Regions from separate parts of the Arabidopsis thaliana genome. Here region 2 is linked to region 1. A link is a contact called in public targeted proximity ligation data. All regions are on one chromosome and are shown on one strand. The core of a region is the stretch at or near the end of the contact, and the rest is flanking DNA. Distances in the headings are between cores, read along the strand shown. Region 1 holds the start of AT3G03330 (NAD(P)-binding Rossmann-fold superfamily protein). Region 2 holds the start of RGL2 (RGA-like 2).

The links.
Region 2: a targeted proximity ligation map of shoot shows a contact between it and region 1, with 14 read pairs. A contact is called at or near these places in 1 of 26 Hi-C or Micro-C datasets (root), 1 of 2 datasets of targeted methods (shoot) and 1 of 3 other capture datasets (shoot).

The regions. Positions count from the first base shown.
Region 1 is chr3:784,718-787,801 of TAIR10.1, forward strand. AT3G03330 (NAD(P)-binding Rossmann-fold superfamily protein) reads right to left here and starts at 1,492. Exons shown (of 12, transcript NM_111204.4): 1 at 1,356-1,492; 2 at 1,224-1,279; 3 at 1,087-1,120; 4 at 900-998; 5 at 653-801; 6 at 509-547; 7 at 250-342. The coding sequence starts at 1,431. It overlaps UNE6 (LUC7 related protein), which reads left to right and starts at 1,488. Exons shown (of 13, transcript NM_001337465.1): 1 at 1,488-1,868; 2 at 2,157-2,209; 3 at 2,529-2,697; 4 at 2,788-2,851; 5 at 2,969-3,048. The coding sequence starts at 1,488.
Region 2 is chr3:820,067-823,150 of TAIR10.1, forward strand. It overlaps RGL2 (RGA-like 2), which reads right to left and starts at 1,586. Exons shown (of 1, transcript NM_111216.3): 1 at 1-1,586. The coding sequence starts at 1,213. AT3G03460 (mediator of RNA polymerase II transcription subunit-like protein) reads right to left here. Exons shown (of 2, transcript NM_111217.3): 2 at 2,830-3,084. The coding sequence ends at 3,003.

The DNA of each region.
Region 1 (3,084 bases), core at 242-2,741:
ATCATAGCCTGAGTTCCATAACATTCAAGCTATGGTAAATACTAACCTGAACGAAACCTTAAATTGTCTATATACCCTAGTATCCTCAGATTTAACATATATAGTCAAGATTCAATACTGTGATTACAACAATTAACTAACATATAAAACGCAATGTTATCCACATATATAAACTATGATATGAAGCTCAATCCTTAAATATAATTCCACAAAATTAACAAAAACTATCCCCCAGTAGTCTCCACGTACCACAACAAAATGACCCCCTCCTTGTTTTAGCATATGAGGAGCTACCAACTTTGTCAGAGATATCGTCCCAAAGACATTAACATCGAATGTAGTCTGCACACAAAATCATAGATTAACCATATGTCAGAAAGAAATATCAAAATCACCCATGTCCTAATTGTTACAGGCTAACTATGGCAATAGAAACAAAAAATACCTTGAGAGTTTCCTCAAGAATTAATAATCTTGCCTACGAATTTTACGCAATTAATTTTAGTACCTTGAGAGTTTCCTCACTTGCATCCGATGCCTTGGATTTCTGCAAGGAAAAGAGTATGATGATGACACCCGCTTGAGTAAACATATCTAAAGCCTAAGACTCTCTATTGAGTAGATACAAAACTTTAGCAAGGAAATTACTTACCGGACGCTCAAAGGCAGCATTGTGAACCAAATAATCAACACCAGCTCCAGGGAAAAGCGACACTGCTTGCTCTACAACATGTTTGAGTGACTCTTCGCCGCTAGCTAAATCTAAAGGCAAAACCTTGACATCTTCTGGTGCAAATTTACCTAGAAGAAGAATACAGAGTCAGTTACATCACGTGTCAACAAAAAGCTCACAATTGTAAACTGGAGAGCTTTCTTTGATTCATTGTGTAAGAAAGTACCTTTAAGCTCACTCTTAACCCGATCCAGTTCAGCTTTATTCCTAGCAGAGAGAATAAGCTTGGCATCTAAACTTGCAAACTGTTTAGCAAGAATTTCACCTGAATCCAATCATAAACATGAAGAGTAAGCAGCCACAATAAAAGTTATCTCTTCACAGATATATAATCCTAAGAAAACATTCGTTACCAATTCCACGGCTAGCCCCTGTGATCCAGACGACCTGAGCAAAACCAAGAAATCTGAATTAATGCTCAGAGATTGAAATAATCGAAAACTCAAATCAATCCCACTAAATTCCATTTTTTCCTCTATCAATCCAGTACCTTGCCTTGTATGGCCTCACGCTTCACATGCTTCTTCGAAATCAAGGTAAAATCTCCTACACAAAGCAAAGATCAATCCTTTTATACATAAAAGAAGTTAAACATTGCATTAGAAATCGTCAGAGTTATTACCATCGGCGAATGCAAATTTGAAGAGCAGAACGATAAGAAGAAGCGCTCCGAGAGAGAAGAAGAGTAGAGTCAGCATTTTCTCGGATTGAAGCAACCAGCGAGAGACCAAGTCTTCTTACCCGTGGGCAAAATATGTTGACAGAAATAAATGTAGGAGTAGAACATAAATTATTAATATATAGGGACCTGTATGCAATTAATCTTATATACCAAAATCTTATTACATCCGAATGCCATTGTTCCTATCATTGTGTTGTCTTTCGATCAAAAAACCCCAAATCTCTGTTTGCAGAGAGGACGAGGAAAGAGAGAGAGAGAGAGAGAGAGAGAGAGAGAGAGAGAGAGAGAGAGAGAGAGAGAACGACTATGGACGCTATAAGGAAGCAGCTTGATGTGCTCATGGGAGCTAACCGAAACGGCGACGTTCAGGAGGTGAATCGCAAATACTACGACCGTGATGTGTGTCGTCTTTACTTGTCTGGTCTCTGCCCTCACGATCTCTTCCAATTGACGGTGCTTACCTTTATATTTTTTCAGTTTATTACTTAGTTGTCTCTTTGAATAAAAAAACCCTAATTTCACTTTTGAGCTAATCTTTTGTGTTTCTGCTTTAGCTCGAATTGATAACTGGTATTTGGTTACTTGATACAGTGTGCAGTTTTGTATCTTATAGAGTATATCTGAATTCTGAAACTTGTATCGCTTCACTGTTTTCTATGAGTATCTGTCTAGTAATTTAGTGCATGGCTACTTTGGTTTGCCTAATAACTGATGCTCCTTTTACATTTCTGTTGTTATCAGAAAATGGATATGGGACCATGCCCAAAGGTGCACTCTTTGCAGCTTCGGAAAGAGTATCCTTTGTTTACAGTAAGTTTAGTATTTACCTTATACGGTTACCATGAAGGCCGCCTACTTCCATGGCCTCTTTCAATTGAATTTGACATTTGAACATACTTACTAATTGGGTTGATATCTGTTTTTTGCTCATGTTTTTGCTCTTCTTCCTGGTTTTTGCTTGAGATAATACGTTAAATGAATGGATAGTGCATATAAGACTAGCCTATGCAGATTAGTTACAAAAAAAAGTTGGTGTCATTGTTATGTTTAGTTTGATTCTACAGTGGCATGTTGTTCTCTTTCCACTCCTGTGTTGCTTTAACTCGCCCTTAGATACCGAGAAGCAAGGGCAAAAGGTGTTGATAACTACGACAGGGAATTGGAAGATGCCATAGACAGGCTTATCGTTGAGTGTGATAGGAAGATTGGTAGGGCCCTTAAGCGTCTTCAAGAAGAGGACGCCAAAGCTGCCATTGCCATTTCTGTCTCTGAAGTCACTCAGGTGATTATTTGATTTTGAAATTTGGTTTATGTGTCTTCTAAGTTTGCAACACTCAGGTTTGTTTATCATCATTACATTGTTTAACTGCAGTCGCCTGAAATTCTCGAGTTATCGGAGAAAATCAAAGAGAAGATGAAGGAAGCAGATATCCACGGTAAAAATTAAAAGAATATTGCCCAGCAAATATTACTTTGCTGTTTCGGCTTTGTTTTTGCAAATAATTCTTGACTGGTTATTGGTAGTCTTTCAAAGTTCTGATGTCACTTTGCAGATCTTGAAGGCAAAATGGATCTTAAGATTAGAGCTCTTGAGTTAGTCGAAGAGATGAGGACCAAGAGAGCTGACCAACAGGTGAATTTGCTTTCGCTATTGGCTTAATGAGCATTT
Region 2 (3,084 bases), core at 336-2,835, 35 kb after region 1:
TAGCTTTAACCGTATTGAGAAGCTTTTCGATTGAACCGGATCGGGCTAATAACCGGTGGAGCTCAAATACCGAATTAACCACTAAGGTTTCAGATTCGGGTCGGGTTTCGAACATTTCGGGTTCAAGATCCGATAAACTCTCAGCGGCTAAGCCTTTGAATTCGAATTCAACGCCCATGTTCTGAGCGAATTGAGCTAATTTCCAACCTAACTGTTGAAGCGAATCTGAATTCTCCGTCTGCGGTGGTCCGATTCCGGTGAGACGAAACGACGGAGGTCCACCGGGTCGGAGAGCTAAAGCTTGCATTAAAGCAGGCCATTGCATCCCTTGATTAAGCCCTAAATCAATGACGTGAACTCTACGCGCCGTCGTAACAGCTTCTAGAATCGCTTGGTTCGCCGTGAAATGAGCGAACTTCAGGTAAGGGCAAGACTCGTAAAAGTGCATCTCCAAAACCTCTTCGAAAGATGGGTTCACCGCCGCGCAAACGTCCGTCTCCGCCGTGTAATCACGGTAAATACGACGAGCCAAGGCTTGAGCAAAATACGTAGCGACTTTTCCCATAGCTCCAGCTTGAGAACCCGCGAGTGTTCCCACGCGTTTCACCAGCGCGTCAGCTAAGTTGAGATTCTCCTGGTGAATCGCCTCAGCGCACGCCACTAGTGCGTGGACAAGTCTAACTCCGGTCTCCTGAGAGTCAACGAGCACCACGGACCGAGTTGACTCGTCCGACGATTCGCACCACGATCCGAGTCGGATCCTCTTGCTGCTAGCTTCCTCGTCAAAGACTTCCTCTTCCTTTGGAAACGCAGAAAGACCCGGAATTGCTCTGAGATCGTATTCGGATCTATCCACACAACTTCGGGTCGTGTCAAGATCCGAAGAAGCCGGGTTGTTCAGCTCAGAAAGCATGCTCTCGACCCAGTTAGAGAGATCAGATGGGTTATAATGAACAGAGTCGTTTAAGACAGTAGAACCAACATCATCATTAGACAAGACCATCTCAAGTTGTTCAAGCTTCTGTGCTACTTCAGCCATCTCAGAAGATCGAACCTTGTAGCCAAGAACAGCAAGAAGCTCATCATCCATGTTGCTGTTGTTGTTGTCATCATCAGCCTTCTTCTTATCCGCCATTGAAGGACCTTCTCCGGAACGAGAAGCTGGTAGTGGTTTTGGTGGCGGATCCCATGTTTCTCCGTATCCTCTCTTCATCTTTCTTGTTCTTGTGATGGTGAGTTAAGAGACTGATGAAGTTGAAAAAAAAAGAACAAAAGAGAGTTTATAAGAAAGGAGTTTACTTTACTTCATGGGTTGGTAAGGTTTTTATTAATGGGATTTGAAAAAGAAAAAAAAAAGAATTTTGTGGGTCTTTGTTGTGATTTGGTTACAGACAATTTTTGTGGAAAGAAAGGAGATTCTGAGAGGAGCAATATATAAAGCACGAGGGAGTGAGAGAGAGGTCCAATTAGAGAAGTGACTGTGAAGTGTGTTTAAGAGATAAGAATCAGAGCATGCCACTATTGTTTGGCATCTGTTTCTCTCTTTCATTTTTTCCTAACTCCAAGAAATTTACTCCTTTTTTTTTGTAGTAATGGATAATTTTCTTTATAACTGTTTAGTAGAGATTTCTAAATCTGTTTAGTAGTTTTGACCAATGGAACTTTATAACTTTTAGGTTGTAGTGTGCTTTCGTCATATTTGTTGGTAAGATGTTTTTAAGTTGTGAAGTGATTAAAGTGTCTTTTAATGATAGTGTCATAGTCTTATAGACGATCACGACTTAATTGTTCTTAAATGCCATTGAATATTGTCATATTCTCGCTTACGACTTCGTTGTTCTTAAACCCAAACGGCACCAAATGCGTGTTAAGATAATGGCACTTAAGTGTAGTTTTTTTCCTTATGTTGGATAATGTTTATTTTTTCACTAAATAATTGACATTTGATAATCAACTCTTTTCTAATGACAACTGAAAATATTGAATTATACAAATTTGATTTTCTCATATCTTGGTAGAAAGTATATAATCTTTTCCTCAGTCGAAAGTGTATAATCATGAAGCAAGAATCCTAAGTTGTTAGTGTTTGGATAAAAATACAAATTTTCAAAGCAAACAATTTTTTGTTACCAGCAGGTTTAATGTCATAGAGTAATCAGTTTTTAGAGATCATATTAAACTGAGACAACATTAGATAACTAATTATTTTATTGGTCCATAAGAAAAGTATAATCAGACACAAATATGATTCAACTATTACTCTCTTTTTTCTTGACCAAGTTCTAACATTCTGGTGATGTGAATTCTTTTTTACCATAATGATAAACAAATATGTTTTTAGCTATGTATTGTTTCACTGAGATAAAACTACAGTCTACAGCTCAAGTATTTGAGGGGGACACATGAGCAACTTCTCATGTGCCACGTAGAGGAAGACATAGCCTACGAGACGTCCACAACATAAGGTTACTTTCATTAATTTATTGCATATATCTTTCAGCAGTTTTACATACACACATCATCATCATGCATAATAATTAAGGTTTTTTCGAATAGTGGTATCGTTTGGAAACCGTAAAAGATCCTTTTGGAATATAAGAAAATAAATTATAGAAAAATGTTGTGGGGATTGTATATAGGTATGGTCCCAATCGCAGCTACAAGAAAATGATATTCGTTGTTGTGTTAGAAGTCACATGGTGCATGCTTTTCCATTTTTAGTCATTTGATGTAACTTGTGTCTAAATTGGCCTGTTTTGCTTTTGTGGTTTACATTATTTGTTACTTTTTATTTAGGATCCCTCTTTTAAAATTCATAAGATGAGAGAATCGAAACTGAAGCGCGTCATGCTCACTCGCCAAAACTAGTCCACCTCAAAGAACACTTCATCATCGTCAATTTATCTTTCACCTTATTCACTACCTTTCAAGATTTAACTACATCACCAAACTACGAGTATTTGGATAACCAAACCAAAAGAAAATCTGAGTCATGGTTTCATTTACCGAATATTCAAATCAAAATCCCCACTTCTTCGCCACTTCTCATGTTCACCATTTTCATTTTCTTCATCATTCAAGAAA